2 separate regions of the Arabidopsis thaliana genome follow, and region 1 is linked to region 2. A link is a contact called in public capture Hi-C data. All regions are on one chromosome and are shown on one strand. Each heading gives the region's core, a stretch centred on a gene start, on an enhancer-like site or on the middle of the called end of the contact. The rest is flanking DNA. Distances are from core to core; before and after follow the strand shown.

Region 1 (5,920 bases), core at 3,020-5,519, 36 kb after region 2:
GTTCGTAATGTAGAGAAAGTTTTTAAAAAAAAAAAAAATCAAGTCGATTCAATCTGTAAAGAAAAAGTTTTTAAAAACCTATATTCCTTAATTTGCTCCTACTAACCTCTCCACTATCAAAACTAAAATCAGGGCATGATTTATTAACCGAATTTTATCCCCTATTTAACTCTAATTAATTCAACTTCTTCTCTATTTGATTTTTCTTTCTATTATCTTTCATTTTTTCTCTCTTGTAGATGCTATAGAAATGTTCATGGAAATTCTATTCAGGTTAATGCTTAGTTTTTTTTTATTCATTCATTTGTTCTTTAACTCATATTAATTGTGATTTTGTTATACTCATGCTTTTTAAATTACAAATTATTTGTAGTTTGAACCATATTGTAATTTTTGTTGTTGATTAACAAATACAAATATTTGCATTTTCTGTTAATTATTTGTTGCACAAAATATGCAATCTGTTGTTAATAATTTGTTAGTTTAAAACTATTTTTTCTTAGTTAACTCCATAAATTTTAAATATTATCTGAAAAGTAAAAACAGAAAAATAACCAGGATTTTTAGATAGTATACGGATCCCCTTTTATTTTCCAACCCCTTTAGTTATGATTGGATCTCTACGGCTCTCTATCTACCTCAATTTTTGGATGCAAAAAATTTATATCTCAGTTAAAATTATAGATCTAAATGTTTTAATAATCTGTTATAAATTACATTGCAATTAGTTTCAATTTTTTGTTTCGTACGTAGTACGGAGTAGAATACTAGTTTCCTTATAATTCTCAAGATCGGGAAGAATATGTACCATCAATATTCATTTATTGAATACAGCCGTAAATGCCATTCATTATTTTCAACATCGATGATTTCCTGAAAATAAAGAGAGGAAGGAATTTTGTTTTGGATTCGGCCACAAAATTCGTGGAGGATCGTAAATAGCCCGAGAGATTATTAGCGAAGGGGTTGATCAATAAGGTTTGGTGCTATAAAATGCCCGTCAAGTTGCTGGTATCATTCAAGTACAAAAACACAACAGTTCGTCTTTTACGCCTTTACTGATTTTTGGATTATAAATAATAGCCTAGAAAGCCAAAGAACAAAGAAATGTAGCAAGAATCTTGGAGTTCTACAAAATTAGTTTAGAACTCTTTCTAGGCTAGCTGATTTCTTTGGCAGAGATTGCCAATGTAATTTTATACCTAGCTATAAAGTAATACTTTTAGAAGTCCTAATTTAAGAACATGTCTCCATTTGATTAGCTAAGCCAATCTTTGGAATCTTGTGAATACATAATCTCATGTTCGAAAGCCTAGACAACAAACCCTGAAATTGTAACACTTCATCCCGGTAAGGGAGACAAATTCATAAAACATTTATTGTAGAGGAGGGAAAAACAAGGACAATGACACACTAAGCAAACACTCGCTTAGAAACATACTCCGTTATCTCGTTCTTATTTCTGGCTTATCCTGAGATGCACTCACCCTTACTCTAGTCTAATTAATGGTCAATAGAGTTTTCATTGGGCGTTTAACAAACGTAATTATAGAAATAACTTTTTAAGTATATAGAGTTTTAATCATTTTTTAAACTCACAACTTCAAATTTTTGACATAAGAAAATACAGACTCAAACAAAATAAGAAAAAACCCAGAAACATAAATTTTTGCCCTAGTATAATTTCTTATATTTTTGCGCTAGTTCTTATATTTCTTCTATTCAGTTTTCATGACAATTTTGCGCAAATCTAATTAATGGCCTATAGAGTTTTCATTGGGTCTTTAACAAACGTAATTATAGAAATAACCTTTTAAATATATAGAGATTTAATCACTTTTGAACTCGCAAATTCAAATTCTTCACATCAGGAAACACATAGACTCATACAAAACTAGAAAAAAAAACACAAAACAAATGTTTGCGCTAGTCTAATTTCTTATATTTTTGCGCTAGTCCTTATAGTTTTTCTATACTGTTTTATGACCATTTTGCGCTAGTCTAATTAATGGCCTATAGAGTTTTCATTGGGCATTTAACAAACGTAAATATAGAAGTAACTTTTTAAGTATTTAGAGTTTTAATCATTTTTGAACTTGCAAATTCAAATTCTTGACATAAGGAAATACAGATTCATACAAAATATGAAAAAAAAAAAAAAAAAACATAAAAATGTGTGTGCTAGTCTAATTTCTTATATTTTTGCGCTAGTCTTTATATTTATTCTATTCAGATTTCATGACTATTTTCCGCTAGTCTAATTAATGGCATATAGAGTTTTCATTGGATTTTTAACAAACGTAATTAAAGAAATAACCTTTTAAGTATATAGAGTTTTAATCATTTTTGAATTCAAAAATTCAAATTATTGACATAAAGAAATATAGATTCATACAAAATAAGAAAAAAAAAACACAACCATAAATTTTTGCGCTACTTTAATTTCTTATATTTTTGCGCTAGTCCTTATATTTCTTCTATTCAGATTTCATGACCATTTGCGCTAGTCTAATTAATGGCCTATAGAGTTTTCATTGGACCTTTAACAAGCGTAATCATAGAAATAAACTTTTAAGTATATAGAGTTTTAATCATTTTGAACTCACAATTTCAAATTCTTGACATAAGGAATTACAGACTCATACAAAATAAGAAATAAATATCAAACATAAATTTTTGCCCTAGTTTAATTTCTTATATTTTTAGGCTAGTACTTATATTTCTTCTATTCAGTTTTCATGACCATTTTACGCTAGTCTAATTAATGATCTATAGAATTTTTATTAGGTGTTTAACAAACGTAATTATAGCAATAACCTTTTAAGTATATAGAGTTTTAATCATTTTTGAACTCACAACTTCAAATTCTTAACTTAAAGAAACAAGAAAAAAAAACCACAAACATAAGTTATCATCATTCTTCCAAAAGACCAAAATAAGTCTCATTTCTATTTCGCCCATTCAATATTACGTTATCAGGAGTTATTAATTTTCCTGCATTTCTTTCTGATCTCACCACTCGAACCTGTCAAGGGAGAGATCTTCCCCATCTTGATCATCGATTCCGCGAATTGCTCGAAGAACTCTTCTTGATCCTCTGCATACTTCTTCACGAGCTCTCTCGATTGTTCGTTGCTAGAGAACAAGACTTGGTCGGAATTCAACAGTCCCATGTTCTCAATCAAGTTCTTAAAGTAGCTGTTATCAAATCTTCCAGCACTGTTGATGTCAAGCTCGGAAAGGTTCTGGTCCCCACCCGATCTAGGGCACCTTTGGCGCAAGATAGCAGCGTAGGATTTCTCTAAGGTTGTGTCGGGACTTCCGCTTCCGGATTGATTGTAAAGTCTCTGTCTGAAACTAGTGCATCTTGAGAATCCAATGGTGTGGCTCCCTGAAATTTTTTTCGGTCAGAACGTATGACACGACCATTTTGTAAGGTTTAACGTTAGCTTCCAAAGCAAGTAAAGTCAAAATCTTCCTTGTGTGTGAAGTAAGCTTACCGGATAGAGCAACGAGGTCAGTCAGATTGAGACCTTCATTGCTAAATCTCAAGAAAATTGTGTCGAACAAGTTGTCGGGTTCAGGAAGGTCTTTGTTTGGTTTAGCCCGGCTTGCAGTTGCCGAATCTCTTCTTCCCAAAGGAACCGTCCAGCTTGGCCCACCTGTCTACACAAAACCAAACGAAATTGAATCTTGACAACTCAAAGAAGTAAAAGAGAGAGCAAGAGAAAGAAAGCGACTTACAAGAACAGAGGAGTCTCTAGCAGCTAGAGTTAAGGCGTCAGCACAAGAGACAGTGTTAGGGCATTCATTCTCTAATGCTGCCTTGATCTCGTCAACAACTTCAAACCCGCGAGCCGATCTGCTGTTAGGGTTAGAGTTCTTCTCAGTAACTATACTCCCACTGGTGTCTAGAAGCAACGATCCATCACAACCCTACACATTTTCATTTAAATAGATAAGATTAATGATGATTCTCAGCATTAGTAATTAGCTTGTTGAGCAAGTTCTAAAAATGACTCTCTAGTACCTGAACGAAACAATCGTGGAAATGGAGCCTCATGAGAGAAGCAGCCATACGAGTCTCCCTTTCAAATGCCTTGGCTACAACGGACCTCACGATCTCCTCCGCTCTAGGGCACGAGCTCCTGTAGAAATCTGGGAAGAGGTTCCTTTTGTTGCCGCCAAAGTTACTCGCGTTGTCACAGATGCAGAGAGTAAGAGCGTAAGTGAGAGACAGAAGAATGAGAAAGCTCCCGATTCTTGCCATTTTCAATTGTCGCTAGCTAGATCAAGAAATAAGAAAGGAGATGACTTTGTGATGATAAGAGAAGAAGAATCGACTTGGTACCTTGATTGGAATTAATCAATTAAGTAGATATAAATCAATTTATATACAGAGAGTTTGGCGTCATGAAGAGGAACAAACAAAGGCAATAGACTTGGTACCTTGATTGGAATTAATCAATTAAGAAGATATAAATTAAAAATGACAATAATTTTTAAAAATACAGAGAGATCGTGGATTTAAATTTTGGTTTTTAAAATTACCACTATTAGTTTAATATTTAGAGAGTTTAATAATTATAAAAATATCAATTACATTTTAGTTTTCCAAAGATACCACAAAACTAAATTAAACTTTCAGTATTCAAAACTAAGGCCCTTAAACTATAAACACAAAATTTTAACCCTTAAAAAAAATACTCTAAATCTAAAATAGGTAACCCAAACCTAAAAACAATATTTTGAATCTTTGAACATCAATTTTTGATGTTGTGATATTTTTGAAAAACAAAATATTTTGATAGTATTTTTGGAACATTAAATTAATAGTAGTATTCCTGACAACAAAATTTAAAAGTGTGGTATTTTGAAGAATTGTTATTGAAAAAATGGCTTGAATTCAAAAGGACTAAATCTTGGGGTTTGGTATCCAAATGTCGCAAAGTTGCACGAGTTGTTTGACTATTTTACCGTCATTTCGGTTACATTGCTGGTTTAATGGTTTTTATAAAGTTGTTTGACCAAGTGTTATTAGCTCAATTAATATTCGATGCAAAGTTTAGATATCGTTGGTTCGAGTGACGTTTGGAACGAAACTAATATTATATGTTATGATTTCAGGTCTGGTAGGATTACGGGCTTTGTCCCAGAACCTTCAAATATTCAAAAAAAAATAAAAAATTGTTTGGTCGGAAAAAGATATATGTTTTTAACTTTTTACGGTTAAAACTAATTTTTTTGTTTGAAAGAGCAAAAATAGAACCAAAAGTTAGAAGTAGTAGTGATTAAAAAGATTAAAATAAACTTTGTAACAAATAGATGGTGATTAAAAGGTTTAAATAATCCATTTATTACCACCAGACAACGCTAATACATTTGTAAATTTTGAATAAAGATTATATATATATATATATATATATATATATCAACACATGAAGTAAACATTTAACATCGTTCAGTGATTTTGTAATGCCTGTTAATGGCTATTAAGTCGTAGGCTCAAATCTATCCATAATTCAAAGATGAATTTTTTTAATTATATATATTTTAAATGGGATATTTTTTCCAACTAAAATATTTGGCGTACTAAACGTCCAATAAAAAATATATGGATTCTTTTTAGTATATTTTTCCTGTTTAAATTTACCAATGTTTACTGATTACATTATGAGCATTAAAAGTTGTTAAGTTGCAAGTAGGGGCGGACCCACGTCTAGAGGGGGTTGGGCACGTGTCCGACATTCTTTTTCAGGAAAAACAAAATTACACATTGAATTCATTTACTGATTATATATTTTGGGCCATTAGAATAGAAAATGAATTGCCCTATCCTAATGTCCAACCCAACTCAATTAAAACGAAAATAATATTTCAGCCCAAAACAATTAAACAGAAAAGCTCATAAAAAATATGT
Region 2 (5,931 bases), core at 2,205-4,704:
CACAAAAATGATCATAAGAAGACATGACATGTAAATAGAATCTTTGGCTTGAATTGATGTTTCAAAAATTGGTAAAGAATCATATAATACATAAGGCCAATGCAAACAAAAAGATGGAGAAAAGGCAGTTAGATTTTAGTGAAACACACATAAGGACATGCTTGAAAAGTGTGAGACCAAAAATAAGAAAGCTAGTGAAATGTATAGGTACATACTCATGCAATCTAATAGAGTTTCACTTTTGAACTTTATTGACTTTAAGATATTGAAAAAACAAGCACAACTATAATCATAAACAATATATACTACAAACATATATAGATCATTTTCTATAGAGGAAATTGCTAGCGTACAAATATATATGCGAAAGATTACTACAAAAGGGATTAAATAATTTATAATTGTTATAAACGAGACAAAAGTTTACATGTTTACTACTTCAAAAGGAAATGTGATTGAACTTTTCTGTTTTTGGTTAGTGGAAAACTGTAAAATTCTGCAATGGTCAAAATATTTATAATAAAAATTGACGTGAGACTGAAATTTGATACTAGTTTAGGAGAGACTTTTACTTTCTTTTTTCTGATTGAATATAAGTATTAATGGACTTTCACCTAAAAGTTAGCATGTGCCTCACGAAAGAGCCCAAGAGACAAGAAGCCCTAATTAAAACAAAAATGTTTTGTCCCCACCAAAGTAGAAACACAAGTACCTGGGGCGGTGCATTCTCATCTGACTCGAGCCGGTACTCATGCATGATCCAATCGGATTTCTTGCCATTAGGTGCACGTCCTTTGTAGAACACAAGTGTTTTCCTCATACCAATTAGTTTTGTTTTGTCGTAAACAGCTTTGTCTCTTCCCGTGGCTTTCCAAAATCCAGCCATGGTCGCTCTATTAGTTCTTGTCCCCGTTGGATATTTCTTGTCCTTGTGACTAAAAAAATACCATTCATTTTGTTCCTCATAACCGATTCGACATTGTTCTGTAACATTTAAAATTTAAGGTGATAATCAATAAAACCTTAACCAAAGTAAAATATCTCACGGTGTTCGGTAAGTAACCTTGTAGATCCCATGGTTCTATTCTGTAGAGATCGATGTCTCTGATGACGTCGAGATCAATCTTTTGCGATGCGATTTTCTTCCTTAGATAGTACCCGACAAGCTCTTCGTCCGTCGGATGGAACCTAAATCCTGGAGGAACGCTACAAGATTCCATTGGCTCCATTATTTCTACACCAACAAAATGAAACACCAAAATGAACAATAATATAAATATACATGTACGGAAATATTCTCTTATTTTCGTCTATACTTATATATAATTTTTGAGATCACAACATATGATTTCAGAAGATCTCAAATGATAACATGGGATAGTGGAAGGCGACATATTAGAGCTATAATGAAAAACATAAGCTAAATTTTGTGAAGACAAATAAGAAGAATAAGAAGAAAAATATATAATTATCATTCATAGAGTGCTATCTAACAAAATCATTTATAAAGTACTCGAGAGATAGTTGACAAAATGTTATGAGATATAAGCATATATAAAACTCATTTCGTGGTGAATTCCCACTTGCTCACCATTTAAACTCTCTCATAACATGCATAATTATGATCAATAAGTTACATATTTTTATTAATTTATATACATGCATACATACGTAAAATGATATTTACATGTATGAAATTTAGGTTTTGAGTTGAAGAAATCAAGATGAGATGCGATCATAACAAACGGACATGGGGAGTTATAATGATGCTGTTCTGTTGTACATTAATGTTAGTAAATGGCGGCAATGATCATCAAGAACGGCGTTCTTCTCAAAACTCTTTTTTTTTCTTTTTTTTTAAATTGAAATCAATTTATTATAATCATAAATATACTAAAGGCTAGGATAACCCTAGCAGTATACAAACAAAAAAAGCTTGTTCATCCAAAAAATATATCTATATAGGGGACGATGCAAACCTAGAGATTCATAAAACCCCATGTTTAATTTCTTTGTTATGACATAACGACAGAAGATTTACACTGATTTTGACGTTCCTGATCTTTAAACATTTTTCAAAGATGAATCCAGAATCGATTTAACGTTTGATCTCAATATGTAGGAAAAGCTACATACATATATTAACCAGCAAAAATATATATTTTTTTTAAAAACATGATCAAAAAAGAGAAATTAGTGATGCTCAAAAGTTACAAATGATCCATACTCGAAGTCCAGAGAACACACATACGTAACAAAAAGAAAAAATAGCACACACATACGTATAAGTAAGTATTATACTAATATGTGCTTGAAATCCCTTTGTTGATATATTAAGTTTACCTTGTAAATCTTCGCAGCCGAATATATAATTATAATTGATCGAGTATGTGACGGAAACAAAAAGAAAACCTAGGAAGATCAATGGTGGTGACTGGTGAGAACAACTTAATTAGAAAGAAGAGAGAAGTGGTGAAGAGAGGAAGAAGAAGAAAGAAGACGAATTAATGAGAAAGACGATCCCATTTGGTGAATATAAAGGTGAGGAGGAGAGAGTGTGGACCGTTCCATTGCGCGTGGCCTTCAGTACCATGTCCCCATTCATTCATTCACGTCACTCTCCTCTTGGCTTTTATTGTTTTTAATCTTTCCCGGTTTTATATATTTATTCACTCTCAATTTTATTGTTTTTGTTACACACGCTAGCTGTAAATATTTATGAATTAATCTAAAATTCTCACAGTATTCAAAAATAATAATAACAATATTTCTACACTAAATATGGGATTCGACTTTTAAAAATTATTAATTATTACCGATTAATGGAAGCAAGCCTTTCAGATATTTTCGCGGTGTGCAAATAGAATTATTGTGATTTGGTAAAGATTTAAAATATATTTACAAGAATAAGGTATTGTATAAGTTTTTCATTAATCATAGTTTGTATTTGTAGATGGTGTGGGCTTATGTAGCTTTTAAATGATCTTTTTTTTTTTTTTTTTTTTTTTTTTTTTTTTTGGCAAACCGCTTTTAAATGATCTTTGATTGACAAATAAGCTAAAAACTTTTTTTCTAATTATGTAGTTTAAAGGTAATTATGTGAAAGGTATTCAATTTTAAAACATATGGTCTAGTTTAACTTTCTTGTAATTATGTCAAAGGGATTTAATTTTAAATAACTTTCTTGAATTTTTTTTTATAATTATCTGAAAAAGATAAATGTTAAAAGATGCAGATTTTAATGAAATAAGTGGTTACAAGCAAAAATATTCAAATCTAATAATAAAAAGATAAAGAATAACCCTAATAACGTTTATGTCACAAAGTTATGAAAAACCCTTCTTCCTTCGATAAAATCACGTCGTCCACTTTGGTTTAAGTATGCTAGAGGCTAGAGAGAGTGATAACAAATATCAAAAAACAACGAAAAAAGTGAGAGACTTTAGAAAAGGTAATGGAACCGATCGAGTACAATGTATGTGAGACTTCTAAATGTAACTCCCACGTCGACGACCATGGATGGAAGAAAGTCGTGTCCTCGAAGAGCATTCGGAAGCGAAAACCAGCGGATCAGGCGGCCAGTGGAAACCAACCTACCGGTGAGGACGTTTTCCGTTCATTTGAGGAGAAAAATGCTAATGTGGAGGTGAGGAATGAAAATCTGAAGGCGAAGGAAAGTAAAAAGTCAAAACCCAAAGAAAGAGATGAAGCCTATAGTGTCTATCGATCCTTCAGATCTTGCGGCTTACCTCCTCGAAATGATCGGTAAGTCAGTCGATGCATGCGATGTGTAACTCTCATCTAGATGGATAATCCATAAATCAAAATTCATTTTTTTTTGCTAAATAAAAACTATCATATTTTGTTTGTTCTGTTTGGTTATAGAAAAAATATGCGTTTGAGTTGGAGGTTCAACTATTGCGATTTCTCGATAACTTTGGGAGAGCGATTTCCGGAGTACAATTTCCATGGCTGAAGTTGTTCAAAGAGTCTCCTTTGCGAAAGCTGATCGATGTTCCTTTATCTCATATTCCTGAACTTGTCTACAAAACATCAGTCCATTGGTTCGACGACCAACTTCCAATTATGACACTATTGTTTAATTTCGTGTAATCGTATTTTCACTCAATTGGCAGCACAACAATGAGGTGCCAAAGGTTGAGAGGATCCGGTAATTTTGGAATTCAAATTCATGATCTATGTTTTTGCTAGGCAGCATTTTTACCTATATGTCTTTTGTTAGCTAACTGACTAACTCCATTATTTTTATTACTTTTTATTTGGCAAAGCTAACTCCATAATTATGTTGTATTTTTTCTTTTACTATCAGTTGGAAAGTTTGATTGCATTAGGAATGGTACTGCGTACAAGACCTAATGCTTTGGCTATTGTATTACCGACACTGAGGGAGAACGTAAGTATCATGATCCCTAAACCTAATGCTTTGGCTATTATATTAATCAAGGACAAAACAAGCTTCCGCTTATAGTTTGGATGACCGCTCAGGTTTGTGTGATCCCTTATGTGAACTAGGACAAGTGTGTTATGAAATGTTATTGAACTATAAAATGTGGACAGGCCTCCCAAGGTGATTATCTGTAGACTTGTATTCATGGGCGCGTAACTTGTTACCACTAGTTGGAAGGAACCCTCAGTCAAGCTACCGTAGGAACCACGGCTGCAGTTGTTCAATATTTTTGTTTTTAGGATTCCGAACTGATTAATGAATGAAAATGGAATGAGAGGACAAAATTGACTTGTTCAATTTTTAAAACTGTTTGAAATATCATCATTGGGTGTAAATTCCTACCCACTCATTTGAACTAATTTAAATTGTCTCTTAAATCATTTGAAATTGTTAAGTGTATAATAACTTCATCGCAAAATTCTCAATTTTCAATTTATGTAAAATTTTAGAACCTTTTTTGTGATCAAATAATTTTAGATTTGAAATAATTTTAACAAACCCTAGATTCAATGAGGCAGAATTTAATACATTTAAAAAAAAATCAATTCAATAAAGAAAATGATCTAAAAAGAAAAAAAAAAATCAAATTACTGATCCAATATACCCCATTAAAGTTAAAGCTTTTTACATTCAATTTTGAAAAAATAAAACACTTTTCATAAATGAATTTAGCGTAACCGGCAAAAGAAGATCTTTGAGTTGGACCCGCCTAAACCTTCATGACAAAGACCTTCCTCCAAACTCATTAATCATTGAAGATTAATATTTAATAATTTTCAATTTATATTTATATATATTTCTCATAGGGCTTTAAAAGTGTAATCAAATGTTTATCGCAAGATTTAAACAAAGCAGGGAAAAACATAGTTTACAAACAAAAAACATCAAAGAATTTCAACAACAATAAATCAAAGAATGCGTAAATTATAACTACTAAACTATATTGAAGCTTAACTCGCTTGGTATATGAAAAGTTAGCCATTAGAAATGATTAAGTGAGTTTTACTAACTTAGAGCAACCCGTCTTGGAAACTTGATATAGTGTTGGGACTTGGGATATGCAACAAAACACTTGACATAGCTATGTGTATAGAGCTTCTATCTCCGAATTTTAAGATAAGTTCGGTATGGTTAATACTTAATAGTTACAAGCCATAATTAGGAATGAAAACGAACTTTTTGAAAATTTCTATTTTTGAACGTGTGTGAACTCTAACAAATAAACTGAAAGTTTTATTTTTGAAATTTTCTTGCCTTAAATGAAAGGCCAAAGTGTTTATTTATTTATTTAGGTTTCATGTATTTTCGGTATTTCTTGTCATTAATAATTTAACTATATCTCGATATTTCTTTCTCTGTTCAATAAGTTTTAAAGATCCAGGGCTTGTTGTCTTGCTACTATAGTAATCAATTACAACACACGCACACGGTTAGCATATTTCATTAACTTGTAGGTGATTAAA

The links. Capture Hi-C pulls out chosen DNA fragments and counts their contacts.
Region 1: a contact with region 2 is called in a capture Hi-C map of root, with 2.5 times the contacts expected there. The contact joins the promoter of AT2G18140 here to the promoter of AT2G18070 in region 2. A contact is called at or near these places in 15 of 26 Hi-C or Micro-C datasets (callus, cotyledon, leaf and 5 more), 2 of 2 datasets of contacts at active chromatin or transcription factors (seedling and shoot) and 2 of 3 other capture datasets (root and seedling).

What each region holds. Positions count from the first base shown.
Region 1 is chr2:7,884,609-7,890,528 of TAIR10.1, forward strand. AT2G18140 (Peroxidase superfamily protein) reads right to left here and starts at 4,270. Exons shown (of 4, transcript NM_127371.1): 1 at 4,031-4,270; 2 at 3,745-3,936; 3 at 3,501-3,666; 4 at 2,976-3,391. The coding sequence starts at 4,270. The coding sequence ends at 2,976.
Region 2 is chr2:7,849,075-7,855,005 of TAIR10.1, forward strand. AT2G18070 reads left to right here and starts at 3,455. Exons shown (of 4, transcript NM_127363.4): 1 at 3,455-3,765; 2 at 4,137-4,171; 3 at 4,353-4,418; 4 at 4,534-4,592. The coding sequence starts at 3,455. The coding sequence ends at 4,592. It overlaps VND1 (vascular related NAC-domain protein 1), which reads right to left and starts at 2,479. Exons shown (of 4, transcript NM_001335579.1): 1 at 2,344-2,479; 2 at 1,064-1,234; 3 at 713-984. The coding sequence starts at 1,229.